2 separate regions of the Mus musculus genome follow, and region 2 is linked to region 1. A link is a contact called in public promoter capture Hi-C data. All regions are on one chromosome and are shown on one strand. The core of a region is the stretch at or near the end of the contact, and the rest is flanking DNA. Distances in the headings are between cores, read along the strand shown.

Evidence for each region. Capture Hi-C pulls out chosen DNA fragments and counts their contacts.
Region 2: a promoter capture Hi-C map of liver shows a contact between it and region 1. The contact joins the promoter of Gclm here to the promoter of Abca4 in region 1. A contact is called at or near these places in 1 of 39 promoter capture datasets (liver) and 1 of 9 other capture datasets (liver).

What each region holds. Positions count from the first base shown.
Region 1 is chr3:122,042,996-122,045,945 of GRCm38.p6, forward strand. It overlaps Abca4 (ATP-binding cassette, sub-family A (ABC1), member 4), which reads left to right and starts at 1,465. Exons shown (of 50, transcript NM_007378.1): 1 at 1,465-1,617. The coding sequence starts at 1,552.
Region 2 is chr3:122,244,133-122,247,082 of GRCm38.p6, forward strand. Gclm (glutamate-cysteine ligase, modifier subunit) reads left to right here and starts at 1,425. Exons shown (of 7, transcript NM_008129.4): 1 at 1,425-1,979. The coding sequence starts at 1,854. It overlaps Gm46822 (a long non-coding RNA gene), which reads right to left and starts at 240. Exons shown (of 6, transcript XR_001783970.1): 1 at 1-240.

The DNA of each region.
Region 1 (2,950 bases), core at 215-2,714:
AGGCACTGAATTAGTGTAATTTTTTTACATATATATCTCTTCCTGGATGATAAAACACACACTCTCTCACATGGAAGAAGCGCTTCATGATTCTGTCCAGAGCTTGCTTCTGTTTGGGGCTGCCCTGCACTTGTGAGACACTTGGAGATCTCGTCATATTTGCTCATTTCATCTATGTTGAGTCTATCATCATCACGAGTTTCTGAGCCTGGTCTCTGTCTCCTTTAACAGCCTCTTCCTCCAGGGTCTCCCGCCCATTGGAGCCGCCCTTCTTCCTTGTGGTTTTCCTGAGCAGGATAAGCTATTTCTATTTCTGCCTCTCTGTCTCTCTCGGGGAATTTTAGTGAGCTGCTTAGTTCAGTAACTCAGGGCTATCGAGAGTAACAACTAGTGGAGTCCTTAATCTCACGAGGTTTCAGATTGCTTCCCTGTAAAACTAAGCAGACAGTTACCTCAGAATGACAGAAACAAGATACTCAAAGGCAGTTTACAGTTATACCACGTCCTAAGTGAACTATGGGTAAAATGCTATTTTACAATGACCAAAGCCTATATTAAATGCCACTACCTCCAAGGAACATTTTAAACACTCAAAGCAGAAATTTACTCGCTCTGTAATTGGACGCTTCACCAAGCACGCCTGTCAGCCCTCATGACTGCCCCGTATATTCTTAGGTTAGCCAACATCCCGACCCATGTTTACAAACAGACCCAGTTAGTATCCATTCCTGGCTCTCGTTCCACCCTATGGAGGTCTTGATGTCTAGGGTTTTTCAAAGAGAAAAACGTTCCTGAGATTTGAGGAGGCTGGGGCAAAACTTTCATGGGGAAGGACCGGGGAGACATGTTTGGAGGTCTTTAGAATCACAGCTGCATTGCCCAGTGGTCGATCTGTCTAGCAACATCTCCACTCCCATCCCTGCTGAGCTAGATCGCTCACAAGTAACGTGCTGAAGCCTGTGGCAGACTTTGCTACTATCCTGCTGAGTTTGGATTATACCAAGCAGCCAGGACCGGTTGATTAGACTTGAAGTTATTATCGGGCAAAACAAAGGGCTGAAAGAGAACGGGTTACTTTAGCTCTCCCTCATTAAGGAGAAGCAATCAAATCAGGATCCTGCCCGGTGTCAGAGCACTGGAAGGCAAACATCCAGCCTCTAGGTATGCAAAGGGAATTGTCCCAAACTTAAAATGCAGAGATATCCAGAGCATCTTCTTCAGAAGCCGCAGGAGCCCCTCTGATGTCCGGTGGAGGAGGGCACCTGAAGCCGCTCCGTTTCCCGTTGAAAGACTCATTTCAGGGCCCTCCGTGCCCGCACTTGTGTATTTAGGGCCTTTCTCCGTCTATAAAGAAACCGAAGCCTGTCTCCTTTCCCTCACAAAAGGGCTTACAGGTAATTAGAGGGGGATTATGCTTGAAGGGGAAACGCGGCCTTTAATCACCAGAAGGACACAGCGGGCTGAGCTGGACGTGGTCCTAGCGGCCTTTGTGTCCGGTGCTTGCCTGAGCCCCAGCTCGGGGTGATTCTCCCGGTGCTGGGGTGGTCCGGCATGGGCTTCCTCAGACAGATACAGCTTTTGCTTTGGAAGAACTGGACTCTGAGGAAAAGGCAGAAGGTAAAAAAGGGAGCGGGGTGGAGGAGGGTTGGGAGGAGGGAGCGGGGAGGAGAGGCGAAGAAGAGAGCTAGTTTGTCCTTTAGTTCGGAGGCCACCTTTAGCTGCTCAGTGACCAGGTGCCCTCCCACAGGATGACACCCTTCTCTTGTCCTTGGCTACATGAAAACTATTCTGTCCCCTGCCCAGCACAGGAATCCACTACCGCTCCCCACCCCTCCAGCTTCGACACCTGCTGGCCCAGCTCCCACCACAGGTTGGAAGCTTCAAGGTCCCTGAAAAACAAACAAACAAACAAACAAACAAACACAAATTTCCTTGACGCTAGAGCGTGGGGTGCTTTTACACGTTCATGTTCCTGGAACTGGGATGTAAATTCCCAGAGAAGTCACAGTTGCGCTGCCCACAATTCTGTTCTGTGGAAAAATAACTTTGCATCTTCCAATTGTGTTATTAACCACAGATTTACCCAAACCTCTTCTGCGATCAGTCATGGCTGGACTGGACTAAGGGTTTAAATGTGTAACGTGCACACTCCCCACCCCACCCCCACCCCCACCCCCAAGCTGGTTTTTCAGCTGGGAAATCCTGAAGTATGTTTTGAGAATCCAGACTAATATAAAGTAATGTAGGCCAAATATCCCAGGAGAAATGCTGATGTGTGCTGTGGGAGATCAGAGCCCCTCCAGAGTTGCTACAAATGGTTCCTCCATTGTTTTTTTTTTCTGTGGAAGGATAAGGAGCAAATTCATATCCATAACGAAATGGGGCTGAGAGTGTGCCTCGGCTGGGAGAGTGCTTGCATCCCCGGTACCACACAAACTGGGCACAGTACCCAGCAAGAGGGTCAGAAATTCAAGGTCATCCTTGGTTATCTAGTGAGTGAGTTCAAAGCCAGTCTGGGATTCATGTGATCCTGTTGAGTGAGAGAGAGAAAGAGAGAGAGGGGGGGGAAGGAGGAGGAGGAGGAAGAGGAGGAGGAGTAGGAGAAGGAGGAGGAGGAGGAGGAGGAGGAGGAGGAGGAGGAGGAGGAGGAGGAGGAAGGGAAGTTAGGAAGGAATGGCTGTCCCAGAGCCCTACAGAGTCCTAAAAACATGAAACAGCTTAAGGAAGATGATGGGAGGGGGGAGGGTTGCTGTGCGAAGCAGAGAGGGCTGAGATTAAATTACGGGGCCCAGGATTGAGGAAGATATCCCTTGTTGAACTGTAGCCTCCGCACACAAATACACCCTAACACACATGTGCACACACATATGCATTCAACACACATAAGCAAGAGAAACGAAAGCTGAACCTCATGAAGAGGACAGGAAGGAGACAGGCTATGGGGAAGAGC
Region 2 (2,950 bases), core at 175-2,674, 200 kb after region 1:
TAGGGATGCCCACTGTCAGAACGCATGTGTAAGCCTTCGACCCCAGCACCATAAATAGTAGTTCTCACTTACTGAACATTTATTATAAGCCAAGTACTGAACTAAGGACTCACCATACCTTCTCTTAGTAACTCATCACAACTACCTACCCAACGGCAGATCTGATGTCCTGTGGCCTCCAGGGGCCCTGAACGGTGCCCATAAACTCATGGAAGAAAACACACATACACACAAATAAACAATATTTTTGTATGTTTGTTTTGAGACAGAGTCTCTCTACCTAGCTCTGGCTGTCCTGGGACTCTCTATGTAGACCAGGCTGGCCATGAATTCACAGATTCACCTGCCTCTGCCTCCCAAGTGCTGGGATTAAAGGCGTGTGCCACCACCACCCGGCGACCACTAAGTTTTAACCAAATATTTACATGGACTTTTAAGAGAATATAATCAAAAGTCTAACAATGACCATAAAAAATTCATCAGAAGAATCAATTGTTTATATTTAAGTAAGGCCATGTGAGGGGCTGCTCCTGGGAAACCTCTTCTCCATGGATTCTTGCTCATTGGATGTGCACAAAGATGTACCCAACACCAGCCTCACTTTTTCTGGAACGATCTTCCAGCCTTTCCTATTTCTTAGTAGTTTACCAACTCAGATTCATGTTTCTTTTGAAAAGATTTTGCCGCCTTATAATGAAAATCTCACCTGGCTCTAACATACCTGACTGGTTTGTTAAAAAGTTTGTTTCCTGGGTAAAACTTTAATAAACGGTCAGTTTGCTATTATACCCAGCCATCTCCAGTGGGAATGGGGAAGAATCACGAACAACTTGTAAAAGTGTGAATCATAAAACGTTCTCTGTTACCATCTGTTCCTTATGCTTAACTGACCTGGAAACTAACTGCCCCGTGGTATTTTTATTGTTTAATGTTTCATGGGCTGAGGCCTTTCTCTCGAAGGATTAGGCTTCTGAAAGGGGAAAATTAAAGTTGTACTCTCTGGTTTCATACAGCACCAGCAAATAGGTAAATCAACACGCTGGAAGAAGAATGATCAGTTTGGGGGAAAGACTCTTGGGCAAAGCAAAGCAAAAGGAAAAAATAAAAATAAATTTAAAAAACAGAGCGGGGCGCGGGCAATGAGACACTCGCGCCATCGCATCAGCTCCTTAGACACAGAAGCAGGCACGCTCTCAAGGCCTGGGAGGATGGACCTCCGGCGGTCCTCTCGAAGAGGGCGTGTCCAGGGCCGCAGCGCGGGCGGCCATTGGCTGAGCGGCGCTCCCGGGCGCACCGTCAACTCTCACGAGGCGCTGGCGGCGTAGGCCGCGCGCCGCGCTCTGGCCGGCAGGGGGCGCACGTCCGCGCGCTGTTCTCCCCCGCGGCGCCGCCCGCTCCCGGCCGCCCGGCGCCACGCCCGCCGCAGGCCGAGGGCCAGTCACCCGCGGGCCTGCGCCCCGCCCCTGGCCCGCCGCGGGACGAGTAACGGTTACGAAGCACTTTCTCGGGTGAGGTTTCTGCTTAGTCATTGTCTTCCAGGAAACAGCTCCCTCGTTTCAGCGGCGGCGGCGGTGGCGGCCGCAGAAGCCGCAGCGACCGTCCGCGCCGGCGCCTCCCTCCCTTCCTTCCCTCCCTCCGGGACCGCCTCTCCGTCGCCGCCCGGCCTCCTCGGGCCCGAGCGCACACCGGGCTGTGGCCGCGCGGAGTCGGCAGCCTCGCGCTCTCCTCTGGGGCCTGGGGCACCGCCGCGCCCTGCGAGGCAGCCGTCTGCCCACTCGCCCGCCCGCCTGCCCGCCCGCTCGCCATCTCTCCGCGGCTCCGGCGCTACCCGGTCCCCTCCGGCGGCAGCTGCCATGGGCACCGACAGCCGCGCGGCCGGGGCGCTCCTGGCGCGGGCCAGCACCCTGCACCTGCAGACCGGGAACCTGCTCAACTGGGGCCGCCTGCGAAAAAAGTGCCCGTCCACGCACAGCGAGGAGGTGAGCACGGTGGGGGCCGAGGGTCTCCTCGAAGTGGGGACAAGCAGGGCTCTCCGGAGCTCGACCCGCTTCGGAGGTACCGAAGTGAGCTGGGTACTATCCCGGCTTGGCAGGTGCCACTGCGGGGCGAGGGGCGCCTCCGCCGGTCGGAGTTGATCGCACAACTCTTGAGGGCCACCGGGTCCCCTGTCTGGCTGGACAGAGCCACTGCAGCCCCGCGTCTTCATCTTCCGTCCCTCTCCCTTAGCCAAGGTAAAGGAAAGATAAAGGTTTAGTGTTTGGTAGATGGACTAACAATAGGTTTAACTTTGATATTGTTGACATTGCTTTCTCTATTGTACTGAATTTGGATTTGGGACAAATAACTTACTGGATGTTAACATTGTATTTGCTTCAAAACCATTAAAGAGGGGCAGGTGGTACACGCCTTTAATCCCGGCCCCTAGGGAGGCAATAGCAGTAGGATCTCTGAGTTCGAGGTCAGCCTGGTTTGTATATTGAACTCCAGGACAGCTAGGGCTACCCAGTGTCAGCCCCAACCCCCACGCCCCCAAAAAACCTAATGTGTAGTTGGAAGTGACAGATTAATCTAGAATTAAAATGTGTTATATTTGTGTTAATGGCCCATTCCTGAGCCAGTGGTTCTCCATGGACCGTGCAACTCATTGCAGAGGCGTATTGATAATATGGAACATGTATACTACTTAAAACAACAAAACAAGACAGATGTGCAATTATGTGTGGGGAGTAATAAGCTGGGTATGGTGGTGGGCTCTTCTAATACGCAGCCTCAGTGGGCTAAGGCAATAGAATGTAGAATTCGAGGCCAGCCTGGGCTACCATGTGATGAGGTCCTGGCTCAAAAAATAAATAAGATAAATGGAAACATTTTAAAAAAGAAACAGTTACACCTAGGAGCTATTTGACTTTGAGACTGTTTTCCCGGCTATAACTTTAACCTTGAGTAATAT